7 separate regions of the Mus musculus genome follow, and regions 1, 2, 3, 4, 6 and 7 are each linked to region 5. Evidence: chromatin contacts called from public ChIA-PET, HiChIP or PLAC-seq and promoter capture Hi-C data. All regions are on one chromosome and are shown on one strand. Each heading gives the region's core, a stretch centred on a gene start, on an enhancer-like site or on the middle of the called end of the contact. The rest is flanking DNA. Distances are from core to core; before and after follow the strand shown.

Region 1 (2,700 bases), core at 164-2,663, 260 kb before region 5:
ACAAGAGATAACGGTCGTAGGCAGAGACCCCGTTACCCAAACCTCACCAGTTCAGGTCAGACGCACCGACTGGCCACCTCCTAAGGCCCCAGTTCCCAGAGAGGCCTGACTGGGGGCCTCTCGGGTCCCTGGGCCGCATCCGCCCACCAAAGGCCCACAAAGCCCCGCCAACGCCAAGGACTCCACAGCTTCAACTTCCCTCCGACCCAAATCCACTTCGATTTTATAGGATCAGAGTATGACACCCTAACTACAGAAGGCTAGGGAGAGATTCTGCGGCGAGCCATTACCAGATCACTTACACAATAAAGCGATCCAGAGGCGACGGCTGACCCTCCCCCCGGCCGCTCCGCTACAACGCGCCCGGGCCACATTTCCCGCCTCGTTCTCCCCAACGGCCCAGGCCTCGCCCGGTGTCCACCTCCCGGTCCACCACGGTCCCCAGCGAGCGTGGCATGAGGTCTAGCTCCAGCCCTCCTTCCCGAGACCAGCTCTGGAGCCTCTCATCCGTCGCATGCTCCCAAGACCATGCAGTTTCAGGCCACTGGTCCCTAAACCGCACAGATCCAGGGTCCGCCTTCTGAGTCTTCGGAGAACCTTTCAGTCGCACCCGGGGAAATCTAACTCCACCTAACCCACGGTGCAACCCACCCAGGGTCCCCTTTCCTTCCTGGGCCCCCAGCACCAAGATCACATCCCAGGACTCAGTCCTCTCCTAAAAGGAGATAGACACGCCGGGCGCCTCCGGCCTCTTATTAGGGCACTCACCTCCCAACCCCACGCTTCCAGGGATCCAATGCAACCAGGAGTTGGTCCCTACATCCCCATCCCCAGATCTCCATTCTCATCCCTTTCAAGAGTCGTCCTCACGTATGACCTGGCCCTGATCCATGAAGAGGTCTCATTCTCAAGGACCCCATTTCCCACCCCTCCAGGGGTCTCTTCATCTCCATACACTGGGGTCTCGTCATCTCCACAAGCTCCGCTCTCCACTGCCCAGTCTCCCTTTCCCAGCTCCCGCCTGGGCTCCGTCTCTGTGCTCCAGGCTCGCCCAGTTCCCCAGCCCCGGTTCCTCCCCTCCTGTTCCCTCAACCGTCCCCACTCCCGGAACGCCGCACTCGGACCCGGGCAACTGCTCGTCTCACCTTCAGCCGAAGATGGTGGCGCCGGCACACGTCCCCAGCAGCGACCACAGATCCAGCGTCTCAATTCCAAACCCACCGCTGCCTCCGCCGGGCTCCTTTAGCACTGCTGCTCGCGCCTGCCCCACCCACTCCCACCCTCATTGGGCCATCTCCACGCCCATCACTGCCGCCCCCAGACCCACTGGTCGGTTTGCGCGCCCATCTCCCAGGAAAGACGTTAGCAACCCGAACGAAGCTACCTTCCCAAGTCCCGCTCCCTCCACCCACCTGGAATGATGCTCATTGGCTCCCGCTCCCGACCTAGACCCACAGACTCCCAATCTCATAGGCTGCTACTCACGCCTGTCAGAGACTCCGGGAGGTGCGGCCGGGGCAGTGGCGGGTGATTGGCTGACTCTGGAGGGAGATGGACAGCTGAAACTAGGAGCCTGGCGATCCCGCGAGGCAGAGATCGCCGATCTTGTTGGGGTGTGCGCGCTGCGCTAGTCAGGGCTGGGTGGACAGTGGGGCAGGTGTACCGCAGCACAAGTCACCAGCTCCCACTGGTCACGTCTCTCTATTGCGTCGGGCCGCCGCTGCAACCCACTCGAGCGTTCTGCGGCCCGTAGGCTTGCCGCAGCCACTGGGTCCCTCAGCGGGACCGGCTTTCGCCGAGGAATCGCCAGCTCCCGGAGCTGCCTGCAGGGGCGGGGCCGGAGCGCGGTCCTGAGGCCTGACGTCACCCTGGAGCTTCAGTGGGTGGGAGCCGCTGCTTGCGGCTCACCTGCAGTGGGGGAGGGGAGCCTCTCGGGCTGGGCGCTAAAGCTCTGTCCTGACCGGGCTGCAACCCTGTGGCGGCCGGAGTCCCCCCTTACTGATGCTTCCTTCCTCTCGTGACCCGCCGCAGTTGGATGTTTGCTTGCTCTGCCTCTTAGGCAGGGCTGAGATTCCAAAAATACGAGAAGCAAACGGGCCTGGCAGAGAAGACCAGAGAGCGACTTCATTTGTTCACTCACTCATTCATTCCAGCTCTCTATGGAAGAGGAACTGGGTAGGGCTTGCAGGATTCCTGTGCTGTTGTCATAGCCCCTAGGGCTAAAGAACCAGTGGTTCAAGTGCCTTAGAAAGGTTCATGGACCTCAGGTGGGAGTGGGCTTCCAAAATAAGGAAACTGGAAAATTGAAGTTAAAAAAAAAATGTAATGAAATGTCTGCAGAATCTAGTCAACTCTTAATTATACATGTATAAATATAATAAAGTAAAAAAATCACAAGAGCCAAATGGATTATTGTTCTTATAAAAAGATAAATATAAAATACTTTATTTTAAAACTGCCTCAGGATTTTATGTATTTAGTATTGTATATATGTGTGTGTTTTAATGGATACTTTGTAAATGCCTGAGAAACTTCTAGACTGATTTTTTTTTTTAAAGTGAGAAAAAAAATGAAAACAAGGCAGGAAGTGATAAGAAAGGGTTGGTGGAATTCAGAGAAATCTCCAAGGCAGCTGAATGCAGAGCCCTTCCGGGGGAAGTGAGAATTCTTTGTCCTTTGTCCAGGTGCATCTGGTCTCCA
Region 2 (2,700 bases), core at 47-2,546, 360 kb before region 5:
TGGCTTGCTCTCTGGTGTGAGCCCCCGGGATTGAGATGCCATTTGTAAACACTAACACTCTTGTGAGTCCTCAGAGCTCTTGCACTACTTGTGTGTTGCTAGGTTTTTCATGAATGTATGTCATAACCAACATCAAAGAAACTATATCTTGTTCCTTGGGGCTTTCCTGTGCTCCAGACCCAGGCCACCATGCAGGACCACAGGCCTGCCCGTCCAGCTGCCTCCCCGACTGCAGACCTGGCCAGCGCCCCCTGAAGCTCCTCCTCCTTCTTGGTCAACTGGACTTTGAGCTCATCGACCTGTGCCTGCAGCTCAGCGATCTGGTCCTGCAGATCGGTTGTTTCCCCATCCAGCTTCCGTTTGGCCTTTTCCAGTTCCTGTCGAGTTTTCTCCTCCTTCTTCAAGCGTTCTGTAAGGCAGGACAGAAGCAGCCCTTCACCACACTGCAGAGCACACACAGTAAGTGGATGTGGTCATGGCTCTGATAATCCCGAGTCCATGCTTGGTCATCTGAGAGCCGCCAGGATGGAATGGCGGTGAGAAGATGAGGATACGGGTAGGGTTTGAAGGAGAAATGGGCATTGTCCAAAGCTGCCCCTGCTTTGGAAAGGGGTCTATCCTGCTAAGAGCCAAGATGATCTGGTGCTGTATCACACCATCCCTATGCCCAGAACTGGGAAGGAAGCTAACCCCAGGCTAGCCCCCAGCCCTAAGATGGGGCGAGCAGACAGAGGAGCAGGCAGAGGCCACATGTTTGCCCTAAGAAAGGCTGTACCACTTCTGTTCCCGTGATTTGCTCAAGCAGTGTGACCCGTGAGTCCTAAACTCTTTGACAAGATTCCTTCTGCTAAGATGCCCCAGGATGGGCACATCCACCTCATGGGCATCGCTTTAGCAGAGGACCCAGAGGGTAGCAAGGAAGTTGACAAAAATAAGTTTGTGCTGATGGTCCATCTTTTATCTACATCAACCAAAAAACCAAAACCAAACCCAACAAACAAATAAACAAACAAACAAAGCACCTAAAATTCCTCCCCAACCCCAAGTATTTTTTTTTAAACTATACAAGCCCATGTTTCCCATTGTAAAGTATGCTTAAGGAAGCTGGTGGGCACGCCTCTGCAGGGCCCCTACAGACAGCACTCGCTGTACAGACAGCAGGATTAAGGACAGGTCATCCGACCTCACAGCTTCTGTCCTGTCGTCCGCCATCTTGACTGTGACATCATAGCAGCCAGAGTTGCTGCCGCTGCCTCTCCCCAGTTTCACCTCTGACCCACCAGGCTCTGCCATTGGCCAATCCCTTTGTGAGGTGTCACCAGGGCACTTCCTCAGTGTTTGGAGCCAATGCCCAGAACGTCCATTAAAGGCAAGTTAAAAAGAACAAAGGAACCCATCCGATTCCATTCCACCCACCAGACACCAAGCCACGCAACCTGGGAGGGTCTCTGTTAACAGAACTCCTCATCTAAGCAGTCGCCGGGCTGTTCTGACTCAGGCACAACACTAAGGTCTCTGGGCCAACACCAACCTTCTAAGTCCGAGATCATCACTTCTTGCTTATTCCTGATTTTGGCCAAGTTTTTTGCCTTTTCTTCCTCTTCAGCCAGCTGAGAGGAACACTCAGCAATTCGGTCTTCCATGAGTTTCTTTTCCTAAGTAGAAAAAAAATCTATTTCAGAAAAGACACGCGAGTTTGGGTTTGGGATTCTCTCTGATGTGAGAAACAGTGGGTAACGGGGCCTAGGGGGTGTTCCCAGGGTAGCCAGTGCTCTCCTGGTGCCTGCCTGCTGCCTGCCTTGTGCTCAGAGCCCAAATACCAGATGCACTACAAGTGGCGTAGATGGAACAGACTAGAAAAGGTTGTAGGACATTTGGCTAAGTAGAGCCTGTCTTTAGAACTCCTTTACAGAGAAAGTAAATACAACTGAAATTTTCTCCAGCACTTTCTCTTCCTCGCATGGAGCCACATTCAGTGAGTGTCAGCTTTCTGTTGCATCCTGATAAAGTAAGACGGAAAGGGTCTTACTTTGATAAATTTGGAATTCTGGTCTTCGAGAAGCAGAACCTCCTCTTCCATCTTCTTGATTTTAGCCTCTGCTGTCACCTTCTCCAGCTGCAGCTTTTGCCGGGCCCCCTCCTCCTCATCCAGTTGTTCTTCTAGGTCCTGGGAAAAAAAAAAGCCTACGTCAGTGTCTCCAGTTTCTCCACCAGCTTCAGCTGCATAGCAAGAGCACACAGGAAAAATGGCTTGTATTTGTGAGTATGAGACAGATCTGTGAACCTTCACAGGGTTAAGTTTAAATTGGGTCAGTCCAACATGGCAAGCTCTGCAACCACGCTTTCAAATACAACTGTAAGAAATCGTCAGGGTGATTCAGATTAAAAAAAAAAAAAATCACACAATAAGCGGGGTGGCAGCCACGACTGTAACTCTAGCACTTAGGAGGCTGGAGTTGCAGGCCAGCCTGGGGCTGTTAACACTGGCAGACCAAGCCAAACACATAACAATACACAAAACTATGAGCATGCTGCAAAGGCTTTGGCAATTAAGCTTTGGTCCATTTGTGAGGAGGTATAACCTGTAATTGAAATTCACATTGTACAGTAACAATCAGCAACCCAGGAAACACCTGGGACAGCAGCACCGACCGCATCAAGCGTGCTCGTCCAGTGCAAGCGCGCCTGTGTCGCAGAGCT
Region 3 (2,700 bases), core at 31-2,530, 340 kb before region 5:
TAACAGGTTCATTTACATTCATTTACGCATGTGAATTATGTCTTAATTAAAAATAATAAAAAATCTACAGCTTGCCTTTTCTTCGATGACTTTCTTTTTCTACATAAGTGACTTGGAAACAGAAATAAAGTATTTAGAGAGCAGCAGGCTCCTTAGTAGTGCTTCTGGGCTATTGTTTACTGCTATAGCGCCAGTGCGGCCCCAGCATGTGACACGGCACTGAATTCACATTCTGAATTTTTTTCTTTTTGTATAAAACTTTAGAAACTATTTTCCTCAGGTATTTACTGGATGAAGATGCTATCTGGAAGGCAAGCAGGGGTTACAGTTGAGTATAAACGAAGCAATGTGATGGTGATAGATCCAGGCACTTGCTGAATGAAGCACACGGTTCATGGGACCTAGGAACCCTTCTACAGCGAGACCCTTACCCCTGGGTTCCTTCTCAAAGAGCTTTCGGGGTGTCAGATCAGTTAAAGAGAGATGATAATCCACATTGTCCGAGGTTAGCTACTTCTAGAGAAACCATGGTCACAGTGGCAGGCTACTGTGTTAGGGTTACAGTGGAAGGGAGTTAATAATACTGAGCCAGGGTCATAGAGGCAAATAGCTGGGGCTACTGAGCCAGGATCACAGGGGCAGGTAGCTGGAGCTACTGTCAACGGTCTGAGAAATTAAGCATGCCACTAATGTTAAGGTCATAGGAATTATAACATTCAATTTCCAATCCCCTTGAATGAAAACATTCCTAAATCCTAGATCTGTTTTATTATTTTTATGTGTCTGTGAACATGGGTGCTGGTGCCCATGGAGGCCAAGAGGGGAAGTCGGAAGGAGCTTACCTCCTCCTGCCTGGAGTGTCTAAGATATGTGGTTACGGTGACCACTGTACCACCCAGTGCTGCCCCAGAACATTCTCTCACTCCCTTTCCAGCATCTGTCTCCAGCCTTCTGGCCCAGAATCATATGTCAGACCGTAAGTGGAGCAGGAATTATCATGAAGGGCTAGCTTACTCTATCTTGGCAGAGCTAAGCTATGGACTATCCCACATCGTGTGTCCTTAAATGTATATTTGCCAAAAGAATGCCTCCTCAAACATACTTCAAAAACAAAAAACTGTCAAAAAATACTTACAAAAGGCTGAGCTCAAATTCAATTATCTAAAAACTAAGTTTATGTGACACATTTTGTTCTCAGCTAAGTGTCCCTGTATTACCTAGGAAGGAAGTGGAGCGGCACACGCCCTTTGACAGGTACACACCAGTGCAACCATCATACTGGTCTCTGTGGTCTGTGAGGACCACAGCACATTATCTGACACATGCACAAACACAAGGACAGGGGATTCAAGGCTGCACCTGAGGAGACCTAACAAAGGCTCTGACTGCCAGATCACACACTTTTAAGTAAATCGTGTTATCAGAGTATCATTTTCTAGATCGTCTGTCTCAGATTATGCCAGAAAGAAAACTGAAGTCTCTGCTCAACAGAGCAGGAAGCTGGGCAGGGAGGAGGCACTCACAGGTCTCTCTATCAGGTCGATGCAGGGCTGCAGGTCCAGGCCGAAGTCGATAAAGTTCCACTCGATGCCCTCTCGCTGGTACTCCTCCTGCTCCAGGATGAACATGGTGTGGTTGAACAGCTGCTGCAGCTTCTCGTTGGTGTAGTTGATGCACAGCTGCTCGAAGGAGTTCAGCTGAAGGTTTTGAGTCATGGGAGGAAGACAGGAATACTTAGCCATCTAGTTACCCCAAAAGCTCATTCTAAACTATTCCGTAGGCAGCACAGACACTACTAAAGCTATGACTATCCTAAGGGAGGGCTCTCTGTCTCTCACATCTGCCCCACCACCACAGCACTGTAACAAGGTAAGAGAGGGCTTGTGAGACTGACTGCTCAGTGAGTAAAGGTGCTTACAACCAGGCCTGATAAGCTGAGGCCAATCCCCAGGAGTCATGGAGTAAAAAGATAACTGAATTCTGTGTGTGCATGAGTATACAGATGCATACACACACACACACACACACAGTGTAGCAGAGAGACAGAGAGGTGGTGGTAAGAGAGGATAGCTACACCACATTACCAAACATCTCAGTGCTTACTAATGAACAATTAAGGAATAGAAATAAAGAATAAATGAAATACAAAGCGAGGAGAGGAAGAGCAACGTCAGGACCTGGAGAGGGAAGAGGCTCAGGGTATCCTGGTGAGCTTGTGGGCCTGTGAGCTGCAGGGAGCTACAAGGAGCTACAGGCTGCACCTGCCTGTGTTCCATTCTCTTCACGGAGGCAGCAGGCTCCACAGTGATGTAAAGGATGGACCTAGGAATCAGCTTAGGAATTGTTGCTGGGAGCACAGTCTGAGCTGACACACAGTGCTCTTAATGAATGCAAGGCTCCTACTCCTGTTTCTATGGGGTCCTTCTTGCATCAGCTGCCTGACCTTAGCCGATGTCAAATGTGACACTGCTCTGTTGTGACAAGTGAATCTGAGCATCCTTCATTCATTGCTGCCATTGCCCTCATTTGTCTGTGAATGCTGTCCCCCGACACCCTTGTCCTATTGTTCTGCTTAGTAGATAGATTAATTTAGACATGTAATTTTCTTAATTTATTCACCTATAAGTACAACCCATATTCTATTTCCATGCTGTTCACACAAGTAGCATGAACCCATAAATAACCTCTTTCATTATAACA
Region 4 (2,700 bases), core at 89-2,588, 360 kb after region 5:
TACAAATTAATTACCAAATTCTATGTGTTGACAAGCAAACACTCAACTGTTTATGCTTCAATTCAACAAAGGAAATTTTAGCATATTACTCTTGAACCTCTAAAGCAAACAAGCTCCATGGATAGGATATACTTTGTTACAACCCCCCTTAAAGTGCTTAAAAACATTTTAATCCTGAAATCCAGCATGTAAAGGGAAACCCAAAAGATCTACATATACAGTTTAACAAAACAGTTACAAAGTGAAGACTGTGCAACTATCACACGCTGGCCCAACTTGGCAGCACCATACTGGACTCAGCCTCGTAAAACTCTACACTCATTCAGCCAATAAGCAATCAACAAACATCTGCAATATGCCAGGCAGCGTGTTAGATGCACATTTGGACACTTGGCCAGTATTACTTACTAGCATGTTTGCTCAAATCACAGCTACCACAGAGTTCCTGATTGTCACTTATCTCAGTTTCAATGCAAATAAATACACAACTTATCATATGGACAAGGAACATTTTGCTCCAATAAATCTATCTGGGAGGCTTGAACTCAAGGGATATTTAAGAATATATCACTGTGGAAAGAACCACAAGAAAGGGCTTGATGGCCAGTACCACTCAGATGTGAACTTTTCTCTCTGACCTACACGAACAGTGACTGATTAACCCTTGAGGTTAGGCCTCTTCCTCCACAACAAAGGCCTCTCCACGCGGGAGCTGCTTACAACTTTCCCAAGCACCTTGCAGAGAGCTTTATTTATCACGCCAGGATTAGATCTGAAAAAAGCATTTGTTCCACTATAAAGACAGCAGAAATCCCTGGTTAGAAGACTAATGTTCTTTTAACCCGAAGAAAAACCGAACCCATGGCTCTGCCCGAAGAGAAATAGTTTTGCCTTATTAATCACTAAGTTCTCAAGTCAACTCAGTGTGTGAGAGCCTCAGAAGCAATTCAGCTGTTTCCACATCGGAAAGTTCCAACAGCACATAGTCCAGGATAATGTTAAAACAATACACACGGCAGCACCGCTTCCTTACTAGGCTCCATTTCGCTGGGAAAGGGGGAAATTTAAGCCAAAGGATAATTTACATGAAGAGTCTACAAAGGAGGATGTATGAGATGAGTCACTAGAATGTGGACAGAAAACCTCTTCTAAATTCTTTTAGGATCCATGCAATACACAGAGCAATAGTGTATATAACTTTATAAGAGCAATTATAAAGAATGATCTAGAACTTCACTCACAAATACTTTTGTTTTTATTGGTGCTGGTGATTAAAGTCAGGGCCTTGTGTGTGGCACGAACAGATACTATCACTGAGTCACACCTTTGGCCACATCTCAAGATTATTACTAATGGGATGTGTGACTTAACTATCCTAAGGGGATCTGGGAGCCTCGTAATTGTAAGCTCCTGAGTTTCTAATCTCAGCACTGGGAAACAGGAGAGGGAAGAAGGGAGGGAAGAGGAAGAGGAGGAAAAGTTGGCAGCTAATGCATTAAGAGTGGTGAAGGTTATCTATGAAAGAATACACACACACACATACACACACACACACACACACACACACACACACACACACACACGAGTCTAAAAGGTAAATATCTTTGTCATTATTCAAGCAAGTGTGAGAGTCCTAAAGTCAACAGAGAGTGCTGAGCCAACCTCAGCTGAAAAGCCTGTGAATGCTTAGAAGCCTTGGTGCTCTTCTCCCTCACGGCCACTTCCCCGCCAGCTTGCCCTCTCATTCTATTAAGAGAGTCTCTCCATTTGGAACTGTGCCCAATCCTTTTTAAGGGGAAAATTTAAATGCACATACAAAAGTAACGGTAGGGGTAGGTGGAAAAGACCGCAATCCCATCCACCTTACAGGGTAAGGCAGGGTCGGCGCCTCCTCCACAGTGAAGAGGCTTGCTTAGATTACTGGGATAGTTTCCAGGCTAACTGCTCTCCCACTCCAAGACTTCTCATCTGCTCAGTCTTCATCCCCACCTATCCTATCCCCAATCACTATCAAAATTATCTTTCACATTGTAGTAGGGCTGGTAAACTGCCTACAGAGCAAATCTGTCTATCCCCTCTTCTCTCACTATAAATAAAGCTTTATACACTACATTAGAATGCACCTGCATTCACTTATTTACATATCAACTATGGCTGCTTTGCCACACCTTATAATGTGAATTGTTCTTTTTTATCTTTTATTGAAGTCAAGTCAATACTACATAGAAGTAGTACTTTAAACAATTCAGGAGCATTTAGTACATTCATAGTAGTGATCAAATACTAGGTCTAGTTTCAGTCTCTTTACCCCCAAAGCAGTTCAGACCCACTGCCCTTTCTTCCAGTTCACACCCACTGCCCTTTCTTCCAGTTCACACCCACTGCCCTTTCTTCCAGTTCACACCCACTGTCCTTTCTTCTAGTTTATACCCACTGCCTTTTCTTTCAATTCACACCCACTGTCCTTTCTTCCAGTTCACATCCACTGCCTTTTCCTTCAGTTCCTGGGGATCGCCAATCTAGAGTTTTACAGCTATGCATTTACCTATTACAGATATTTCAAGTCAATGGGATTATACAACATGTGAAAGACAGTGTCTGGCTTCTTCTACCAAGTACAATGTTTTCATGTTCTTCTACATTGTAGAATATGCCAGCAGCTATTCCTTCCATCAGCTGAATAAATACTTCATGGTGTGG
Region 5 (2,700 bases), core at 169-2,668:
TGAGGATATATCCTTATAGGTAATATTCGTTGCTGCTCATTTGGACCAAAGGCTCAAACACCAGGCTACACACACACACATACACACACACACACACACACACACACACACACACGTTTACGTAGCGCACAGTTCAGCCCCTCGGTGGGAATGAGTCTCTTTAAACATACAGATTCTATGTGCTTGTAAGAGCTTGTAACAATCACAGTGGAGGGTTGCCCACGAAGCTCTCATTGCGTTGTGTTCTTTCATTTCTGACCTGACACTGCAGCTCAGACATACACAGCCAGTTTTACAAATAAGGAGATGTCATATGCCAGAACCTGGCTGGACTTCAGGTCTCTATTCCGTCTTACACCTTACCAAGCAAACTCCCCCATCAAGGCTTAAGAACCCTATTTAAAATGTGTTTCACCTTGGAAAGCTGTACTGTACAACTGGGTTCCAAAGACTCGACAGGCATTACAGGAGCATAGCTCTGCTCTGGGAACCGGGCCTTACCAGGCAAGGAAAGCAAAGTGGACCGCCATTCAGAAAAGGCCTTCAGGTGAGTTGGCCTGCTTTTAGACCTCCTGTTGCCAAAAGCCACCCCTCCTCTCGACAGGAGGCTTAACTCACTTCATACCACATCCTGCTGCTTTCATCTCGCCTTCCTTTTCCCTCTGAACAGCCTCCTTCCTCCTACTGTCCTGAACTTCTTGCATATTTACTACTACCACCCTAGGATGGGCCATCATGCCAGTCCTACCATGCACACACGTGTATACATTCACACACTCATACTCGCGTGTCTCCGGCGTGTAAACACTGTGCTGGGCGCGCAATTCCCAGCCCGCAGCCGCGTCTGAGAGTCACTAACTTTGGGCAGCCTGAGGCTCGGTGGAGGATAACGCCCCGGTCCTGATGCCAAACAACTCCTGTTGTCCACGTTCCTCCAGAGAGTTCAGAGCCAGAGACAGGCAGGTTCCTTCACTCCAGAGCACACGGTGGCTTGTAACCCAGCAGGAGGCTGCACACACACACACACACACTTGGCCGCATAGCTACTTCAATCTTGATGAACAGTCCTGGGACGCCCCTTCTGCCTCTGGGTTTGTCCCATGGGTTTGTGGGCCCCGGTCCCCTAGGTGGACCTTAACTATAGAACTAGAAGGTCGCCAACTGTCCAGCCTACCGGCTGCAGTTGGAGCACACTACTCCAGAATGGTCCCAACCTGCTCTGGCTGTGCTTCGAGCTCTTATACGCGTCCTCAGCACCCCCTGGCTGTCCAGCTACACACCTGCAGTCCCCGCTGGGCGCCGGGCGCCGAGCCCCTCTCCTGCGGCGACTCTCAGCAGTTGGGGTGAGGCCCCCGACCACCGCTCAGCGGCTGGAACCGGGCAGCAAGTCCCAGCATCTGCCGGGTCTCTACAACCCTAGGGGAGGCGGGGCCTTTGGGGCGGGGCTTTGGGGGCGGGGTATGACCAGGGCTAGCCGCCCAGCCGGGCTCTCTCGCCCTCTGGTGGCTCGATTGTGTCAAGCCGGTACATCCAGCCCTAGAGTTTAGGACTCAAAGCAGTTGCCCTGCGCTAGGACCCCATCCGCTTCGGCTTGTGTACCAGTACTGAGTAACACAGCTCCCCAAAAGTAAGGTGAGGTTCCGTGGGGCGGAAGAGCGTTTTGTCTGTGCAGGAGGGGTGGGTGGGGGCTTCGGGGAAGGAGGAGAAAGAGGAAGCTCCGATGAGCTGCTTCCTTCTCGCAATGCGACCCAGCGCCCCACTTCCTCCTACTACTTCTATTTTTCGGGTGCTCTTAACCCTTAAAAGGCCTGCACCCCTGATGTGCTGAGGAGTAAGCACCCTGATTCCTCTATTCCGTCTACAGGAATCTTCCTAGAAACTTCCAACCAATCCAAACTTCCAGCACTGCTTCTGCAACCTCTGATCTCACAACCCACCACCTCTACACGGTACCAGAATCTCTCATCACTTCAGCTGGGTTCCACCTTCCCAGTAGTAGATCTAGAACCGACCACAAGGTCATACGTTATTGTTGCTCAAAAGCCACAACCCTACCTGAAAGCTAATGTAAAAACCCAATGGTTTTTCTTTTCCTGACTCCCTAAATACCAAGAAAAAGCAACTTCCCTAAATAGACAGAAACAGAAAGTACCCTTTGGGCGGGCGCAGAAGTTGGAACTAGGTGGGAAGGGGCTCAATGCCCACCATAGGTCTAGCCACAGTGATCTCCATCCCAACTACCTGTTTACAGGTGAGGAGCCCGGCCGTGGGCAATGTGGTCCATACAACTCTCTCCCCAGTCTCTACTTTATTCACAAACATGTTGACATTTGGAGGAGAGGGATGGAGGAAGCAGGCTTCACTGTAAAGAAGCAGACAAGATTGGCAGTAGGTGCCTGAAGGAGAAGATAGAGAAGAGCGCATTTCACAGTCCAGGAATGTGCTAGAGAAGTTGTGGAATGTTTGACTTCTTCTGCATTCTTGCTATTCCCAAAACTGAAGGCAGAATAAAGCTAAAACCCCGGGAAGCTCAGGACCTCAGAAACCCAGCGATGCTGCCCTCCAATGGCACACCCTCTTTCTTACTAGCAGCTGTGGCGCAGATGTTGAGTTTGAAATTTTCCTCCCTTCAACACTGGGGTGTGTTGTTGTCCCTGCAGGGCCAACCACCAGACCTCAAGAGCACCTGGCATCTTCTGG
Region 6 (2,700 bases), core at 118-2,617, 420 kb after region 5:
TCTAGAAAATTAAAAAATATCCAGTACTGAAAAATAATAAGGAAAAAAAAGATTCAAACTTGGATTCAAATAAACACGTCCCATGAGGAACAGAAACAAGGCAAGAACATCTATTTTCAAACCTGTACTAGGCTGCAGCAAGTACAATATGGCAAGAGGAATACACAGAAGGCATCTGCAATGAAATTAGAAAATCCAATTGTCTTACTCATAGAAAAACCCGCAGATTCCACACATAAGCTACTAGAGCACACTAGGGAGAGTGGGCACAGTTGCGTGATCCACAGACAACACAGATATAAACAGCGGCTTTATATATGAGCAATAATCAGACACTGGACATTTAAAATGCTATTTACAATACAAGCGTAAAATATGTAGGGATAAACCTGACCAAGGGCACGTGAGGCGTGCATCATGAAAACTAAAAAGCAATGCTAAGAAAAATGAAAGACTATGTGAGATTTACTTAGTGATAATCCAGATTACGGATTGAGGATTCTTGCTGATGTCACATTAGTTCTCTTCTAAAGAACCTAAATATGTCATCTCAATCAAAATTACATGTGCCTTGATGCCATTTAAAAAAAAATTCAAAGCTGACTTTAAAATTCAAATACAAGTATGAAAAACCAAAGTATACAAAAATACCAAGAAAAAGAATAAAGTCTGATGTCACATGTCACTTGGTTTAGTGATCTATCAGAGAAGCACAAAGCTCATGCCCCCTTAAAACAAGCAGATTATTGGAGAATAGAGCAAAGAGACAGGGCCATATATGTTTATACATGTATGTGTATACATGCATATATGTATATACATGTATATATGTACATGGCCATTTGATTACCTTTGACATTCATCAGTGAAAGCATTCTTTTTATTTTATTTTTTGAATGGCTCGAAGCCAGAAGGATATCCAAATGGAAAATGCACCTGTGCCTATATAACAATTCAAAAGAGATCTGAGAGACTTGACGTGAAAACCTGACATTATAAAGTTACTAGAGATGAAAAGGCAATAAATCTTGTGGCTTTAACCTACTGAATGTTTTCTTCGATGTAATCAAAACAAAAATCACACAAGAAAAAAACCTGATCAACTGGACTTAACAACATCCGTAGTCTGAAAACTGTCACTGAGAGACGCTTGTCACCTTGTCGCCGCCCAGCCAGCCGCCCTTGCAGGATCTTAAGGAAACTAATTTTCCTTCTAAAAACAAAACCCAAAGCTATCTGACAAGAGAACGGTGAGGGGGACATATGAAAATATCTTACAGGTTAATGAAAGAGGAAGAGAAAACTAAAGACATCTTAGGGGAATAAAAAAATCAGCATGTGTGAAGAAGAGTCACGTGACAATTCAGATGCATTTAAAAATTAGCCATAGAGAAAGAAGCCAGATCCCCTTCCCCCAAAGAGGGTAGATACTGTATGAGTGTACTCCGTGAAACTGGAAAATAGAAACCAATTAACAGCGACAGAAAGCAGATCAGCCGCTGTCGAGGAATTGGGGAGAGACAACAGGAAGAACAGGAAGACCCTCAGAGGTAGGCGGAGGAACTTCTGCAAGCTGTGTGCACTATCTTGACTCCAGTGATGCTTTCTTCAAACATACACGCACATGTGTATGTGCTGGGCTTACATGCAAACACATGTGTATACTGTGTCAAAGTTCATCTAATCGTTGAGTTTGTGCTGCTTATGATAATGCCAATTGTATTTCAGTAAATACGTCTGTAGAAAGAGCAGCAGGCACCCTGACATGGGAAAAAGCCATAACATTAAGTTGAAAACTATGAAATGTTCACATAGTGAGATAGCTATGTACCTCACGTGCTATTTACATGTGTACTTAAATACTAAACATACACATAGATGTATACTAAACACAGACATAGATGTAATGCAAGCGGGACTGTGGATACACATACTAATCCACCTCTAGTTTTGAGACTGGAGAGGCATCACAAAGTACTCTCTGTCTTGTCTGTCCCAAATCTTGCCTGAACCCATAGCAACAGTACATTACTTCTGAAAGTTTAAAAAATGAGAAACTTTAAAAACAGCACACTTTAAAGCAAAAGTGTGGAACCTACAAATAAAAAGGTAAAACAAACAAACAAACAAACAAACAAACAAACAAAAAACCCTGATGGTCCAGATGAAGTTGAGGGTAAAAGCTGATGTGATGACCATGGAGTCAGAGCAGCAATGAAGTCGTTGCCTCAAGCAGCTTGAGGCCAAAACCAAGAGCTTTACTTTTGGACTCTAGCTTTCAGTAGAGATAAAGAATAGTCAAGCACAGCAGAATAGCCAGGCTTGTGAGCCACAGTCCTGGAGCAATAGGTACCTTGAATAATTTTCTGCTGCTGTTGTCGGATCTCATCAAAACCCAAACCTCTGGTCTCCTCCGGCTCCTCACAGAGCCAAGGGTTGGGAGTTCCTCGCTTTGCTTCTTCGCTCATCAGGCTGGACCTGAGAACAATAGCAAGCACATTACATATCTCACAAAACACAACCGGCTGAAAATCACTGTGACGAGCACGGAGCTGGCCAGCCTGGCACGCTTTGCAAAGCCATCTCCACAATTTATCGCACTCTTAGTTTATTCTAGGGACCATGCCCAGGGCTGTAAGAGATCTGAGGCTAGGCTGTGGTCCCCAGACAATTACACAGCATTCTACTAACCCTCCAAAG
Region 7 (2,700 bases), core at 195-2,694, 340 kb after region 5:
TTTCTTAAAGCTACTAGTTCAGGGGCTGGAGAGATGGCTCAGTGATCAACCACCTTTGTTGCTCTTCTAGAGGACCCAAGTTTAATTTTTAGCATGGAGGCTCCTAACTGCCTGTAATTCTATGCCCAGGGTATCTGATGCTTTCTTTAGACCTCCATGGGCACCAGGTGTGCATGTGGTGCACATACGTGTGTGTGTGTGTGTGTGTGTTTGTATGTATAGTGAAACACCCATACACACATTTAAATAAATAAAAATTCTAAAGTTATTAGTTTAAATTCCTACCTATGGGTTTCCTATTGCAGGGCACCTGGTAGGAACTCCTGCAGTGCTTCTGGAAGCCACCACTCTGGAAGCCACTCCATGGGGATGTCCCCTTGCCTGTTCACACCTTACACATGGTGGGGCGAGGGGAGGCAGTGAGCAGGGGCAGGTTAGGCAGAAAGCAAGGACCCCTGTCATGTTTTCTCCGCACCTCAAACCAGAGCCTTTCATCTGGGTCTGAAATGTGCAACAGAGGCCTGTGCTAAGACCCTTCCCAACTGCCAAACAAATGGACAGGGAGCTCTGTGTACAAAGAGCCAAGAGGTGCAAGAAAGAGCTCAAATAAAGGAACATCCAAGGAATACTCCCAAGACGAAGCCATTAGACACTAAGTCAGTGTCACAAGCTCAGACCTACCAAAAGGCAACAATGTCACACCCTTGACAACACTAAGACAGAACCCTGACTGTTAAAGAAACAAGGAAGGCAGTTACTGTACACTAGGGGCGAGCTTTAGGAAATATGCCCCAGAAGACAGAAAAGGGCATAAAAAGGACGAAACATGTTAGCAAATAAAACTGAGAGGTGGGGGATAAAGAGCTGGGAAGACAGATGAGATAACCATCAAGTAAAAGAAAGAGGACTTTTCTCTGATGTGGTAAACACTGAGTCTTCCTGTAGGAACAACCAAAATGTAAGCATTAGGTATCCGTCGTGGACAGTGTTTATCATCTGCAGAGATTGCGCCTGCGGTTCCTAACATTCAGAATACAGATACAATTCTGCAAGCATTAGGACAGCAGCAAGGGAGGAAACTCCCCAATAAAGGAAGGACACGATCTATCACACAGCATCCAGGAAATACCAGCAAACAATGGGGTAAAGAGATGTGGGGACAAATGACTGTGATCTGGGGGGACTCAGAATCTAGCCACTCGAAGCCTGCATCTGCACTAACCACAGTACCAGCCACTAGGGAGACTGAAGTGAGGTGACAGCTTGAGCCCAGGAGCTGGAGCCACATGGGTGACATAGGAAGGACCTCTATCCAAAACAAAGAAACCATCCTTGAGGGGCTATGGTGTACTCACAAAGAAAGAGACCGCAGGCAACTGCACACGGAGTCAGAGACTACTCGCCCATCTCTGGAATGCAGGGAATGAGGTCATAGAAAAGGCATGAAGCGGGATCAAACTACACAGGTTTGCTAAAGTGCTTAGTGCCTCACAGGATGCAATCACTCACATCTTCTGGCTGTGGCAGGCAGCCTTTGGCCATCGTGCCTCTTAGCCGCCATTCCGTCCCTCCTGGATTTTTATTCTTCCCAGGCTGCACTTGCAGTGAAGTTTGTGGGGTCTGTGGCAGCATCAAAAAAATTGTCTGAGTCGCTAGCTGACTACCCATCTTTAATTTCCATATATTTAAAACCACCAAGAGCTGCCACATTTTCAAACTCCAGCAAGATCACCTGACTACTTTTTTTCCATGGCAGATGCTTTTGTTAGTAACTAGAGCATCGTGTCAGAACACAAAGTGAGTGTCGGCAAGACCAAACAGTAAATACCACATGCTAAACTCATTCCGATTAGCAGAACTATGTGGCGGAGAGACTTTGCCTCACGCTGCACTAATGCTCCCCGTGTGTGGATGGGATCTGTTGGGCCAGCTTCCATTTGCAGATTCCATTTGCGGATTCCATTTGCAGAGAGAGTGACAGAAAACATGATAAACGAACAGTATGTCATAACAAAGAATTACACGGGTGTATGTGTATATACAAATATTTCTGTTTCTATGTCTGTATATGCATGCATAGATTTATATGTTAGAAAGCATATTCTAAATTTTTTGCAAACATACAACATTTATGTCTGAACAACATGTCAGAGACAATATTGTAATATCACTTACAAAGGACATTTATGTACCACACACATACCATTTCCCCACCAAAATATTTTTCAATATTTTCAGTCAGGGGTTGTGGCTCATGCTGATAATCCAAGAACTTAAGGGCAGGATTGCCACCAGTTTGAGGCCGGCCTGGGTTATACAATGAACACCCTGTCCTTCATATTGTTTTCAGATAATGAAGAAATGAATGGGGAGGAGGGGACTCAAGTTGGTTGAGTCATTATATAATAACAGAAGCTATAAATCACAGTAGTCAGTGATACCACAGAGCTTGAATCCAGGGACAGCACAGCCATGAAACTAGGAGCTAATTAACATTTCCATATTGGTTGTGAAATACAAGTAACTCCAATCCACAGTTGAGTCAATTATCACAAAGTGTGTATTTTTTAGTGTCTGTGTAGTACTGAGGACTGCACCCCAGGACCTAGAGCACACAGGACAAGCGTTCTGCCACTCAGCTCCAGGCCCAACCCTAATAATCAGGATGCGGCTATCCCAGTCACATTTTACCTAGGCCAA

Evidence for each region. Promoter capture Hi-C pulls out the DNA fragments that hold promoters and counts their contacts. HiChIP or PLAC-seq counts read pairs in DNA pulled down with a chosen protein or histone mark. ChIA-PET counts read pairs in DNA pulled down with a chosen protein or histone mark.
Region 1: a promoter capture Hi-C map of 3T3-L1-derived adipocytes shows a contact between it and region 5, with 5 times the contacts expected there. The contact joins the promoter of Myh10 here to the promoter of Pik3r5 in region 5. A contact is called at or near these places in 12 of 39 promoter capture datasets (the 3T3-L1 cell line, 3T3-L1-derived adipocytes, the C10 cell line and 8 more), 1 of 15 datasets of contacts at CTCF or cohesin (the NIH/3T3 cell line), 1 of 484 Hi-C or Micro-C datasets (embryonic stem cells) and 2 of 115 datasets of contacts at active chromatin or transcription factors (memory CD8 T cells and pro-B cells).
Region 2: a promoter capture Hi-C map of embryonic stem cells shows a contact between it and region 5, with 4 times the contacts expected there. The contact joins the enhancer-like site here to the promoter of Pik3r5 in region 5. A contact is called at or near these places in 8 of 39 promoter capture datasets (the 3T3-L1 cell line, 3T3-L1-derived adipocytes, the C10 cell line and 3 more), 2 of 15 datasets of contacts at CTCF or cohesin (large pre-B cells and pro-B cells), 5 of 484 Hi-C or Micro-C datasets (adipose-derived mesenchymal stem cells, embryonic fibroblasts, myocytes and 2 more) and 6 of 115 datasets of contacts at active chromatin or transcription factors (T-cell acute lymphoblastic leukemia, bone marrow-derived dendritic cells, bone marrow-derived macrophages and 3 more).
Region 3: an RNA polymerase II ChIA-PET map of memory CD8 T cells shows a contact between it and region 5, with 7 read pairs. The contact joins the enhancer-like site here to the promoter of Pik3r5 in region 5. A contact is called at or near these places in 5 of 39 promoter capture datasets (the C10 cell line, embryonic stem cells, frontonasal cranial neural crest and 2 more), 2 of 115 datasets of contacts at active chromatin or transcription factors (large pre-B cells and memory CD8 T cells) and 1 of 9 other capture datasets (embryonic stem cells).
Region 4: a CTCF HiChIP or PLAC-seq map of the NIH/3T3 cell line shows a contact between it and region 5, with 6 read pairs. The contact joins the enhancer-like site here to the promoter of Pik3r5 in region 5. A contact is called at or near these places in 2 of 39 promoter capture datasets (the 3T3-L1 cell line and embryonic stem cells), 1 of 15 datasets of contacts at CTCF or cohesin (the NIH/3T3 cell line), 2 of 115 datasets of contacts at active chromatin or transcription factors (embryonic stem cells and large pre-B cells) and 2 of 9 other capture datasets (embryonic stem cells and pancreatic islet).
Region 6: a contact with region 5 is called in an H3K27ac HiChIP or PLAC-seq map of large pre-B cells, with 6 times the contacts expected there. The contact joins the enhancer-like site here to the promoter of Pik3r5 in region 5. A contact is called at or near these places in 2 of 39 promoter capture datasets (the SN4741 cell line and embryonic stem cells), 2 of 15 datasets of contacts at CTCF or cohesin (embryonic stem cells and stem cell-derived epiblast-like cells), 1 of 484 Hi-C or Micro-C datasets (embryonic stem cells) and 9 of 115 datasets of contacts at active chromatin or transcription factors (double positive thymocytes, embryonic basal ganglia, embryonic forebrain and 6 more).
Region 7: a FOXA1 HiChIP or PLAC-seq map of pancreatic cancer cells shows a contact between it and region 5. The contact joins the enhancer-like site here to the promoter of Pik3r5 in region 5. A contact is called at or near these places in 6 of 39 promoter capture datasets (the C10 cell line, the SN4741 cell line and embryonic stem cells), 2 of 115 datasets of contacts at active chromatin or transcription factors (large pre-B cells and pancreatic cancer cells) and 1 of 9 other capture datasets (embryonic stem cells).

The regions. Positions count from the first base shown.
Region 1 is chr11:68,690,628-68,693,327 of GRCm38.p6, reverse strand. Myh10 (myosin, heavy polypeptide 10, non-muscle) reads right to left here and starts at 1,413. Exons shown (of 41, transcript NM_175260.2): 1 at 1,146-1,413.
Region 2 is chr11:68,789,572-68,792,271 of GRCm38.p6, reverse strand. It overlaps Myh10 (myosin, heavy polypeptide 10, non-muscle), which reads right to left. Exons shown (of 41, transcript NM_175260.2): 23 at 2,030-2,167; 24 at 1,532-1,655; 25 at 238-409. Among named protein-coding and RNA genes, the nearest start is that of Ndel1, 62 kb to the left of the region's middle. Within about 2 kb of position 1,296, at least 11 of the 459 cell types and tissues checked have an H3K27ac peak or open chromatin away from gene starts, as enhancers often do. A contact at or near this core is called in embryonic stem cells, where this site is marked.
Region 3 is chr11:68,767,196-68,769,895 of GRCm38.p6, reverse strand. Myh10 (myosin, heavy polypeptide 10, non-muscle) reads right to left here. Exons shown (of 41, transcript NM_175260.2): 13 at 1,524-1,697. Among named protein-coding and RNA genes, the nearest start is that of Myh10, 77 kb to the right of the region's middle. Within about 2 kb of position 1,280, at least 13 of the 459 cell types and tissues checked have an H3K27ac peak or open chromatin away from gene starts, as enhancers often do. A contact at or near this core is called in memory CD8 T cells, where this site is marked.
Region 4 is chr11:68,071,004-68,073,703 of GRCm38.p6, reverse strand. All of the region lies in intron 6 of Stx8 (syntaxin 8), which reads right to left. Among named protein-coding and RNA genes, the nearest start is that of Stx8, 110 kb to the right of the region's middle. Within about 2 kb of position 1,338, at least 21 of the 459 cell types and tissues checked have an H3K27ac peak or open chromatin away from gene starts, as enhancers often do. A contact at or near this core is called in the NIH/3T3 cell line, where this site is marked.
Region 5 is chr11:68,430,843-68,433,542 of GRCm38.p6, reverse strand. Pik3r5 (phosphoinositide-3-kinase regulatory subunit 5) reads right to left here and starts at 1,418. Exons shown (of 19, transcript NM_177320.2): 1 at 1,281-1,418. It overlaps Gm32046 (a long non-coding RNA gene), which reads left to right and starts at 1,458. Exons shown (of 2, transcript XR_388771.3): 1 at 1,458-1,632; 2 at 1,865-2,700.
Region 6 is chr11:68,011,093-68,013,792 of GRCm38.p6, reverse strand. It overlaps Stx8 (syntaxin 8), which reads right to left. Exons shown (of 8, transcript NM_018768.3): 5 at 2,354-2,478. Among named protein-coding and RNA genes, the nearest start is that of Stx8, 46 kb to the right of the region's middle. Within about 2 kb of position 1,367, at least 4 of the 459 cell types and tissues checked have an H3K27ac peak or open chromatin away from gene starts, as enhancers often do.
Region 7 is chr11:68,088,780-68,091,479 of GRCm38.p6, reverse strand. All of the region lies in intron 6 of Stx8 (syntaxin 8), which reads right to left. Among named protein-coding and RNA genes, the nearest start is that of Stx8, 120 kb to the right of the region's middle. Within about 2 kb of position 1,444, at least 71 of the 459 cell types and tissues checked have an H3K27ac peak or open chromatin away from gene starts, as enhancers often do. A contact at or near this core is called in the SN4741 cell line and pancreatic cancer cells, where this site is marked.